2 separate regions of the Danio rerio genome follow, and region 2 is linked to region 1. The links are chromatin contacts, called in public HiCAR-type maps. All regions are on one chromosome and are shown on one strand. The core of a region is the stretch at or near the end of the contact, and the rest is flanking DNA. Distances in the headings are between cores, read along the strand shown.

Region 1 (5,983 bases), core at 2,573-5,072:
ACACTGACACTTCTAGCACCCCGCTGTTCCAGTTAAGCCACAGGAACACCGTGATACTGAAATGTCACCAGAGTCTTAGCTTAGCTGAGAGGTCCTTTAAGGCACTCACCATTCATTTGGCTTTCCTGAGGAGTAAATCTGTAAAGAGTTTTGCAATGTTCTTTTCACCCTGTACATACTAATTAGATGCATTGTGTGCTGTTGCTCAGCAAATATAGATTTTTTTTTTTTTTTACAAAAGGTTTACTGGAGTTTGCCTGCATGTTACAACACTGTAAGCTTATGTAGCCTTATTTTATAACTGAATATAATCATTTCAGTTGAATTAAAAAGGTCATTAAAAGGGATAGTTTACTCATAAATAAAAATGTACGCAATATTTACTCACCCTCAATTAGGTATAAACAGTTATAAGTTTCTTTCTTCAGGTGAACACAGGTGAAAACTGCAACCATTGAAACAAATATGGATGTCAATGCTCTTTTGTGTTTAACAGAGGAGAGAAACTCATAAAGGTTTGAAACAAGTAAATGGTGAGTAAATGATGACAGATTTGTAATTTTTAGTTGAACTATCCCTTTAATTTAATGCCTTGTGGCAAAATCCACCTTAATTTCTTTTCCTCAGTCTGCAAGCGTCAGATCAACACTCAGTATGCCATTGCTTATTATAGCATTGATCTTTCAACAACACCACTAACCACTAGACAAAGCCTTGTCCTGCTGGCTGACCCATTGCCGGCACCATCAGTGAGCATTGTTCTTTGATGAAAACAGAGAGGGAGAGAGAAAAAAAACATCAGAGAAGCGTCTGTGCCAGTCGAGCTTCTTTGCCCAGTGAACACTGACCACACACAGCAGGAGGTTGTTGGGTGGTTTCAAAAAGCTTCCAGAAGCAGTAATACCGGCCATCTATTAACATGTCCCTCCACATTGACTGCCGTGTCCCCTTCCAACCACTTCTCTGAGCGTGAGAGAGAGACTATACTATGTAAGCACTCCTATTGGCTCATCGAGCAAACTACGAGATGGTATTAGTGGAGAGAAATCTTCTCCCAAGTCTCAGTGAATGCACTGTCTGTTCATCGAAGCAATGAGAGAGCTCATTCCTCTGAGGTCAGCCAGACCGTGCTTTGACAAAACCTACCCAAGAAGCCAGGCTAAGCATCAATCATCTAGACAGGAATTATATCAAATAAATACTCAACAACCTCTTTTCCTCCGATTATGTTATTGCAGTGTTTTACACGTGTACGCACTGATGAGTGTGGATAATGTGGTTCAGTTTATAAATCGTATCAGAACGATTCATTGTCACATCTCTATGTAAAGTGATGATGGTTGAAAAAGCCTTGGACGGATTTTACAAAAAACAATGCAGGTGTGTCCTAACATATCAGACCACAGTTTATACATAATGCAATATAAACAGAAAGCATATAGCTGCAATCTTTAAATTAATGAACAACACAATCAGTTTGAAGGAATATACTAATGCTAATAAGCTTCAGTAGAAATCAGATTACTTTGGCATTCTTTGTTGAATTTCCTAGAAATACCACCTAAACAATAGTTATAACAATAATAATATAAGTGTAGGCTACTGAATGTAAATCATCAACCACATAGATATACGTATAACAATATCTATGTTTGTTTTAATTGCGCAAGTACAATATAACAGCTTATAAAGTGTATAAAGCAGCGATAGCCAAAATAGGGCCTACGTGCCAAAGTTGGCCCATGGTAACCTTTGATTTGGCCCGCCATCCAATCTGAATTAGAATGCCTTCAATAGAGATTGTCATTTCTAATTTAACATAACCATTGTTGAGCTACAAAAAAGTCAGCTGAAATGAAATGTTTCATTTTAATGTTGTGCATGAACATTTTTAAAAATGTTACTCGAAGATAGAAAGCAATACATGTGAAGTTTATTTATAAACTAATTTTGAGAGGATCACGTGCTTATGATTGAACACGGCTGGTCTTGCATTAGCTATGTATGATCCACCAATCAGACGATTCCTAACCCACTATAAAGAGCCAGGTTTTTTCACTACAGTCATCTTCGATTAAAAGAATCCTCCCTTCCACCCCTACCTCTCCACATTTCCCTTCACAGAGCGGCAGGGCGGCCCAGTGGCTGGCACTGTTGCATTGCAGTGGGAAGTCACTGGTTCTATTCCTTTATCAGGACTGCTGTTGTTTCTGTGCAATCATTTTAGCCATCAACTCTTATCAAGGGGAGTTATCGAGATCTACCTGAGCTCAAAGCTTCCCTCTCGCCCTGCAAACGGGAGGGAGCCCAGGGCTCAAGGACCTTTTGGGCTCAGGGCTCTCTCCCGGGACAGCATGCCAAACTTGCTTACAATTAATCATCAGCTAAGTATGAACTCTTGAAAAGACATCGACGAGCAAATCAAGGCAAAGGCAGGTTAAGCTTGATTAGTGTATTTAGCATTGAACACCATTGTGTTCTAAATGTATTTGTTTATGTTTTTATTGTAAGAATTTCTTAATAAAATGTTAAAAAAAATTACTTATTTATTAAAAATTACTTATTAAAAATTATTATTAATATCATTGAAGTATTTTTTCTATTTATTTTTCAATATTAATAAATTAGGAAATTACCCTGATAAGAAAAAGTTTGGGCACCCGTGGTCAAAAGTGTTTGAGTAGGCACCAAAATTGTAATATACTGTTAATAAAAGGATATTACAAATAATTAATTATACATTTATCCAGCTTATGTTTTATGCAGTGGATTCCCTTCCAGCTATATATATATATATATATATATATATATATATATATACATACATACATACATACATACATACATACATACATACATACATTCATTCATATATATTTATATATATATATATATATATATATATATATATATATATATATATATATATATATATATATATATATATATATGTGTGTGTGTGTGTGTGTGTGTGTGTGTGTGTGTGTGTGTGTGTGTGTGTGTGTGTGTGTGTGTGTGTAAAGCTGGAAGGGCATCCACTGCGTAACACATAAGCTGGATAAGTTGGTGGTTGGTGGTTCATTCCGCTGTGGCAACCCCAATTTAATAAAGGGACTATGGCTGAAAAGAAAATTAATGAATGAATTAATAAATAATGAACTAAATAAATAAATGTTTGATGTTTGCTTTGGCATTATAGGGATTTTGGTGAGTGCGTGCGTATGTAGGCTGTGCATATGTATGTCGCAGTTGATTGACAGGTGTCAATAAGTATTACTTCAGAATAAAAATATATATTTTCATTTGTTTAAAAGGTGTTAGCGTAAGGCATTTAACTCGAGCTGCGTAATCATATACCACTTTAGGATACTTTTTACAGACTCTAAAACAAGAACGTTAGGTTTTGTTAATTATTTTATCTCAGCTGTTTTATTGAGGCACGGCATTTCTATATAAATGTATTTTAAAATATATGTTACCCTTTTAAAATTTACAGCAGCTATAATACCAGCACTGACAGATAAGTCAGCTGAGAATATAGAGCGGTGATAAAAAAGACACCGTACAAATTACGCACGGCAGTCGGTCTGAATTCAACTTCTGTCCCTCTCTAAAAACTCACCACTTTCTCAACCTCTCATATTCGCTTTCATTCTGCAGTGCAATCTTTTCTGCTGTTAGTGAGTCCTAGAAAGATCCAAATTCGAGCCTATTCTAAGAAACAGATGACGTTATTTGACAGGGTGCCCAAAATCCTTAATGAGTAACTTAGCAAGCGGAGAAGGCAAATGCTGCCCCAGCTGTTTCCTGTTGAAAATGTCTCTGTAATGTAGATAAATGTGAGGGATTTTCTCTCCAAATCCGTCTCCTGTTCGCTAAATCTCACTTCTCCACAACGAGCCTGCGCAATGGAACAAAGTCGGAATATTGAGATGTGACATTGCCCGCATCTCATCCTCTTTCTCGCTTTTTAATGACTTCAAACAAGTTCATTTTTGCTGGGCTTTTGCTGGAGACCCAAAGGGATGTCTAGCGGTCATTTCTTCCAGGGGCATTGGTGTGATGTCTTTAAGGTAACTTAACCTATTTCCTTTCAGAGCAAATAGACACTTTGGACTTACCATTATGGCTTTAATTTTTCACTAAAGCAGTATTTTAGATAAAAACTGAATGATATTTGAAGACAATTTGCGCTCACATTTAAATATGAGCAATGACTACTCTGCGTCTTTACGCATTAGTCAGTGCATGCAAAAGTATTTCACGTTAAAGATCTGACAGCTGCAGTCTATTATGGCAAACTTTTCAGACTTACGACAGATTGCATGATGTGTATGGTGAGTCATATCATGATGCACCAGGGAGTTCATTTGCGCAGTGCACTAGTCACCAACTTGTATATCCAGTCCTTTAAAAGTAAATATTGCTGAGTCGACATGATTAAGGGCTAGGACTGAAGGTTTTGCTGCGTACTTGTGCGTTGCGCATTATATTCTCTTTATTATGTAAAGTGCTTCCTCTTTGGGTTTGGCGGCTTTGCAGCTTTCCAGTTCCACCTCACGTATATGTAGGTGAACCACAGTTTTATCCAAACCCCCAAAAATGCATGCTTTACAAAAGCGCTCTTCTTTTACCGGACACTTGGTTCAAGCAGCAGTGTCCTATTGGCACGAGCGAGAACCAGGCGCTTCAAAGCGCGCGCTGGAGACATTTCCGCGCGCGTTTGTGGAGAAGTGTTCCGAAATAACGCGCTGCTTTAGCGAGATTGTGTGCGGATGGAGGAGTAAAGAATATCTGATAGGGAAACACAATTAAAGTAAATGCACGCGCTCAAAAGTGCACTCTATGCATAGACAGGTGCATTTGATCAGATTTGGTATTTTATTTTTTAATCAGTAGAATATCCAGACACCTGCCTTTGCATGATGTTAGACGTGTAAAAGCAGATGAATGACAGTAATAAATGTGCAGATGATAGACAGTGAAATACAGCATATATGGGGGAAACATGCATGAAGAATAAAAAGTGAGGAAGAAAATTAATTAAAAAATAATAATAATGAATGTCAATAAAATTGCATACTGTCCTTAGTTTTTTTTTTCAGCGTGTGATTGTAATGTGTTTGTGGTTTGCCTCTCTCTGGGATGCAGTGTACCATGCGCTGTCTCCCGAGTACCCACACCCTCTCACTGGTGCTGTGCGTCCTCGCGTTGACTCCCGCGACTCTGGAGGCGGGGCCGGAGACGCTGTGCGGGGCGGAGCTTGTAGACACGCTGCAGTTTGTGTGTGGAGACAGGGGCTTTTATTTCAGTAAGTGCACTTTTTATTTATTCATCAACTGCATCATCTCTCTCTCTCTCTCTCTCTCTCTCTCTCTCTCTCTCTCTCTCTCTCTCTCTCTAGTTCCCCACGCACTAATGCGCCACTCATGAATAAGAAAAGCATCCTTTTTTACGTCTTGCTGTCCAGTTTTTCAAGTATTGCCCTTTTTCTGTTTGCTTAATTAGTTTCAGTTTGATTGGGTAAAATGTTTACAATCAAATCAATCTAATTTAACCTAACACTTTACTTGTCAATCAATGCTTCTGGTCTTATACATGATTCATCATGGCCATAAATTTGTATATTTATAGGGTACTGTGTAAAAATGGAAACGTTTTTTCTTTGCGTGTGCAGAAAGAATAGGAACACTGTATTATGCACTCATTTCCATGTCAGTAGGTGGCGATGTAACATCTGCTCACGTGTGGTCCAGCAGTTATCAATTATTTAATTTTTTAAAATGTTGCAGGTATGACAGGACTGTTTTCGCAAAGTCATTTTTGTAACTTGTAGTTGCGCAGAGAATATTGTCCTGGCATTTTCAAAAATTTGCTTTGGGAAGCCCAGATCTAGTTTTCAGGCCCTCAAAAAAATAGTGTGAATCATTGCCCAGAATGCATAAAAACTTGAGGTTCTAGTAGACGTAATTTGTCAGTTCTT
Region 2 (6,260 bases), core at 2,261-4,760, 43 kb after region 1:
TTATTAAAGTTATTGAATGATTTTTAATATAACAATCCTTCAAAAATATTGGATATAGCCTATTCTTGTAGGCCTTTTGTGATGTTCATTTATAAACATTCTTATCTTTATGTTTGTAAAACTACAATGTTCTGTTTAGGCTATACTGCTTTATACTATAATAGGCTATACTGCTAGAGTATAGTTAGAGGAATCACTTCCTGCCCTCCATCTGAATTTCGTGTGTCTGAATTTCGATGTCAATGACGTCATGTGAAAACAACCCATACCATGGAAGACATTGGCTGTTTTCCCCCCTCAGTATATATTCATTTGGGTTCAACAGAAGAAAGAAACTGGTTTGGAACAAGCGAGTATGAGTAAATGACAGAATTTGACATTTTGGGTGAACTGTCCCTTATTTTCAATCTTCTGCTAATAAATTCAACACTTACTTGTGGACTACAGTCTGCAGCCTTGCAGGATGGAGTTGCAGGACATACTGGTTGACTTGGTTTCTCTGAACTTTCATTTTCTCCAAAGAGAAATTGAAACATTTGCATCTAGATATTGAATGAGAATACAACACAGATTACACATCTTTAGGAAAGACGACTGTTAGAACAACTAAACGTGAGGCCCATTGGCAGCACTCACTGTGGTTAGGGGCTCCTCGGGGTCCTCATTTAACCGAAGCTCCTTGAACATACTGAAGACGTCAATCAGGTCCACAGTATTGGTGCGCTTCAAAAAGCAGTCGTACTCTTTTCGGATGAGGTCATAGCTCTGTGGAAGAGGTATATCTTTGTGGGATAACTGGAGCTTATCCAGAAGGAAGTACTTCCAGACAGCCAAGACTTCACTTAAGGCAACGCCAAAGTCCCCACGTTCCTGTCAGTAAAAGAGCAAACACAGGGACGAGGACATTACGCACAACCACTCCAAAGAAAATGTACAGATACGGAACAAAATGTACCTTCCAAATTTGTGTGAAATGATTTGGTTTTCCTATCGCAGAAGTTCAGGAAAGTGGAGTTTAAAAAGCCACAAAGTGGATATACAAAACAGTCAGTCCGAAAAATGGTTATACATATATTTTTTCAATTACAATTTGTGTTAGTCAGCGTTATTTTATGGACTGTTCCACCGAGAATAAGTCACTCTGCAAATTTCACATAATCAAATAAAATATTAAATAATAATAATAAAAAAAGAATAATTTCCATGTTTGATGTTCATGTAAAACCACAAAGTTCAAAATTCTAGGGCTTGGTAAGATCTTGTTTTTGAAAAATGTTAATAATGCTACAATTATTTGATCAAAAAAGAGGAGTCAAAACTGTGATTTCCTAAAAGAAATTATGTAAACGTCTGCAAGGAAATTTAAGTTAATATATGTATATATGTATATATATATATATATATATATATATATATATATATATATATATATATATATATATATATATATATATATATATATATATATATATATATATATATATATATATATATATATATATATATTTTTTTTTTTTTTTTAATGTCTAAATAACTATTTACAAAAACTAGAATAAAGAAATTATTTTACTGTAGCCAAAATCACAGATTAAAATGAAATTTCCTTCTGTCTTTAAATATTGTTTTCTAGTGCAAATGTCTAAGAATTCTTAAATCAAGATTTTACAATTATACAAAATCTTGATTTCAGTGAAATGAATCAAAATGATACAAGCAAGAAAAATGCCTCCCAAAAGGCTTATGAAAGCCACATTTAATAAACTGTATTTTAAGCCACACTTACCAGTTTTTGTTTGTTTGTTTTAGTTTAATCACTAACTATTTTTTTTTATTGAATGGAAGTAATTATGTATTACTTGTATTGGGGAAAACATACTATTTTTACAGTGCATGGAATAATAAGGTCCATGACTTCAAATTTAATTATTCTGCTCTGATTAAAGCTCTTTTAAGGCCTCAAATTGTGGAAGAGGTAAATTAAGATCAGGAGGAAACCGAGAGGGGTCTGGATGCAAACCTGGTGCAGATGCAATCTGAGCTGCATGCAATGCTTTTTAATGGCCTCACCTAACCCCACCCCGTACTAGGCATAAGACGATAACCAGTTTCAAGGTTTACTGCAGTTTGGAAAAGTTAAGGTTTTAATACCGGTAAAATGTGCTGTTATACTGTTCCCAATGTATATGTCATGTTTTTTAAATGTATTTTAGGTGTTAAAATAAAATTCTGAGAGAAATCTGTTTTTGAAATTAATTTAGATAGCAGAAGTAGATGATTTATTTAAACTATTTAGCTTGACATTTCTATTGTTGCAAAATTTTATAAATGTTTCTTAAAATATAATAAATTGTGTATAATGGAAAAAAAAAGTTTTGTTTTGTTTTACGAGACATAAAAAAAAAACACATTTTAGAGCAGTAATCACAATACTGTGGTACTGTGAAACCATGGTATTTTTATTCAAGTTTATCATACCGCCAGAAACTTATACTGGCCCATGCCTACCCCTTAACCCTCACAGAGACTTCACTAGCTCCATTGAGTGCAATGTGTCTGACATTACATCGCTGAGAGATGCAATCTCAGCTTGCATCATAAAGGCTGCATCCGGATATGATTGAGGAAACCTGTAAAATGTTAACTCAAGTTATGTCCAAGCTCAATTAGCAGCAAGCAATAGGCATACTCCAGTCTTCAGTGTCACGTGATCTTCCAGAAACTATTGTAATGTGCAAATCTGATGCACAAGAAGAAAAAAAAAACATCTTTGAAACCGTCTTGACAACCATCTTGAAAATAGTTGCTGTTTATTAAAAAATAAGTTATTTTTTCAATAATTTCTTTGAAATCATTTTTTTAAATTTTACTGTCCTCAAAAGGTAATGTATACCACTGATCTACATAAAACACTCATTTACAGACCTCAAAAACAAGTGTTTTGCTATACATTTTAAAATAATATATTTTTTTTAAAATAACTTTCTTTAACTGCTGGTAATCGATCTAACAGTGCAACATTACCTGCTTGTTTACTCCAGCTATAGCAAGTTGTAGGACCATCAGCATCCCATCTGCCCCTTGGATAGTGGTTCTCTCAGAGTCTAACACCCTGTGGCACTCTCTCCTGAAGACCCTGGCCATCGTTCTCATTCTTTCCTCCATAACCACCAACATTCAATCTTTGCAAAACGTACAAGAGGGCCAGAAAAATGGATCAGATCAGCACTGAAATGATTATGAGCAGACAGCAGAACATACATGCAAGCCCAGCCAGCATCACCTAGCTTTCCAACTCCACCACTGAGCTAGAACAGAAAGTCCAAAGACATAAAGCAAATCACAATAATAGTCAGGAACAAGAGGAGCCCCTTTACACTTTATTAGGAACAGAGCCTTCAATCCTCCTAGGTCAACTTACCAAAACTGATATTTAGACGCGTCCTAGGTCTCTAATGTGAACCATATGGGGAAAACAAAAAGACGCCAGTAGATGTTAGTTATTATAAACTGGTCCGCTGCCTGTAGATTTAAATCCACATGCCAGTACGCCTAGACCAATCACAGGGGGAGTTGCGTTGGCCCCGCCCCTCCAAACGGGAAGTCATAAACACAACACAACAGTCCTGTTTTCTTTCAAATCTAAATCGTTATTCGTGTCGATTGTTGACAAGAAAAGAAATAAAACTCATGTGGTGATGTTGGGGAACACGAGAACACTTTTTATATGAGTGTAGGTCATTTCCCCATGACTGTAAATCCGATTATGTGATTTCAGTTCCTGCAGAGAAATAAATAAACGCTCTTAACGTTAGTTGTAAAAGACTAAACTATTATTCTGTGCATTATATATTTGTTTATAACGTCGGTGTGTATTTAAAGCATATATAGTATACTCACTAACAGGAAAAGGGTACTTGGCATCTATAAATGCTGTATATTTTTTGTGATTTAACACATCTCCGAAAATACAAAATGCATACAACTCCATAAGTCCCACACTGGATGTTAATAACAAAAAAATGTCTTTGTTTTTTCAATAAAATTAAAAGCTGATCTTTTTTCTATGCGCTAACGTCACGATGACGACACTAACCTGGAAGTAAACACGCGCGATCACGTGACCAGAAAGCGCGCTGAGAACAAGCAGCTCGTGTGTGTTTTCATGCTGCAGAGATCACTCCGCCAGACTGCCTTCTGAGTTCGTACATGTGTAAAAGTTATTGCAGGTTTGTCATATTTATCTTTAATACATATTTACATGCGCGAGCTATTCGTGGGCTTGAGTCGTTGCACGTTAGCCAGCTGTCTGCATTCTGAAAGAAATATACTATAGTAAAATGAAAGGATGTGTGCAAAGAAATCTAAAGTGTTATAACTTATATGTAACGCATTATAACGGTAACATGATGTGTATGTTTGCTTATAACCCTTTAACTGCCTCAAGAAATTTCAATTTTTTGATCGCATTTATTAACTCCTAAGTAAATTAACACACTCAATGAATGTTTGAGAACCTCTGCCTCTAGATATGTCGGTATATGGTAAAAGATCTGAAATTAATACATACACTATGAAAAAATGAGAATATATTAAGTATATATAGGACCAATTTATTTAAAAATATGATCAAAATAAAACATTTGAATACTAAATCATCTTTATTTATTGAAGTATGCCATAAACATATTTCAGATTCTCATCTAACATGTTTTCTTGTGTTTTTTTACAATAAAACCAAGTGTATTAGAGCAACAGAATTATGTTTGTTTATTTTTTAGTTTTTTTGTAAACCAACAATGCTGTGTGTGTAAACATTAACAGTCATTATTTAAAACTGTCAAAACATGGTCATCCATTTGGTAGAGCAGGCAGTCGAATGGATCATTCTTATTGAAATAAATAATTTAAAAAGTGTTGAATGAAGGAAACAAAACTATTCATAACTGTGACAAACTATAACAACACATTAGAATAATATTTTACAAATTAGTTTTTCTCCTTATAAAATGCATATTTACTTTGTCGTACGTTTTCCTAATTTCCTTTTTTTTTAAACTTTTTTGAAAGGTTAGGCAAACCCATTTCTTCTCAACAATAAAGATCAATTTGATGGAAGATGCCAGATGATACAGTCCGCTCTGCAAGCTACACAGTGCCCTGCGAGGACTATGTCCACGTAGTGGAGTTCAGTCCATATGATTGTGGCTCACCTGCGTCACTCTTGGCATACGGAGGAAACAAGTATGTGGTCGTCGGCACTTGTCGTTTTAAGGTAAGTACACAAGACCGATCTTTGCAGAGTCAAATCCTGAAGAGCTACCTGACTGCAGGTTAATAATCAAGAAAAAGAGAATGAGAAACCCTTCAGGATGGTGGATCGCCAGGAGACAATTGGCATCCTGTCCACTGAGGGCTGGGATAATAACTGATATTATATCTAATAGCAATAAAATTTATGTCGATAACAATGATAAGCTCTGGACTTTTTTACTCTATATTGATCTATAATCCAATCACACAGCAGAAACGTACAACAATGGGAATCTAGAAGTGTGTTGATTGATACAAGAGATGCACCAAATTTTCGGCCACCAAAAATAGGTCATGCTATTTAATGGAATCTCTCATTTTTGTGGCTTCAGTCATTGTTGGGATACTCTTTTAAATCAATGAAGCATTAACAACTGATATCGAAAAGTATATTGTCATTGTTTAATATGGAAAAGAATTAATCGAGATTTTTGCCATATCACCCAGCCCTCTGTCCACTACTAATAATGCTAAAAATAGCTAATCTGGAGCACTGTTTAGGGTGAATTGTATGTGAACTAGCATGCATTAATATTTTGGCATGATCTAAACGCTAAATGAACTGATGCAACATTCTTTGGTTTCGTGTATTTAATGTAAACCTCAGACATTGTATGTCAATAAGACTTCCAAGTGCTCATGAAATGGGCAATAAATATAAAATAATGGTAAATTCATGGTCAAATGTAAAAAACAAAATTACAGTTGAAGTATGGTAGACACATTTCTATATTTAAGCTGCTAGCATCAACATCGTCAGGGTAACACGTGACACCAAAAGCATGCAATACCCATTATCAATATTAGATGCTACACAACACTACAGTACACAAATGATGAGAGGACTAAAAGGTATAAAATAAAAAAGAACAATAGTAATGTCACGTTAGTAATGTGCCATGCAATGAATTCTGGGACAGTTAATTTATGGTTACTCATCATATAAAATA

What was found. HiCAR-type assays count read pairs that join an accessible place to other places.
Region 2: a contact with region 1 is called in a HiCAR-type map of caudal fin, with 3 times the contacts expected there. The contact joins the promoter of parpbp here to the promoter of igf1 in region 1. A contact is called at or near these places in 2 of 18 Hi-C or Micro-C datasets (caudal fin and hematopoietic stem cells) and 2 of 4 datasets of contacts at active chromatin or transcription factors (caudal fin and pancreas).

The regions. Positions count from the first base shown.
Region 1 is chr4:17,894,828-17,900,810 of GRCz12tu, forward strand. It overlaps igf1 (insulin-like growth factor 1), which reads left to right and starts at 3,823. Exons shown (of 5, transcript NM_131825.2): 1 at 3,823-4,073; 2 at 5,152-5,311. The coding sequence starts at 4,026.
Region 2 is chr4:17,938,102-17,944,361 of GRCz12tu, forward strand. parpbp (PARP1 binding protein) reads right to left here and starts at 3,511. Exons shown (of 11, transcript NM_001040380.2): 1 at 3,419-3,511; 2 at 3,022-3,179; 3 at 637-870; 4 at 435-542. The coding sequence starts at 3,174. nup37 (nucleoporin 37) reads left to right here. Exons shown (of 11, transcript NM_001002619.1): 3 at 5,068-5,272. The coding sequence starts at 5,117.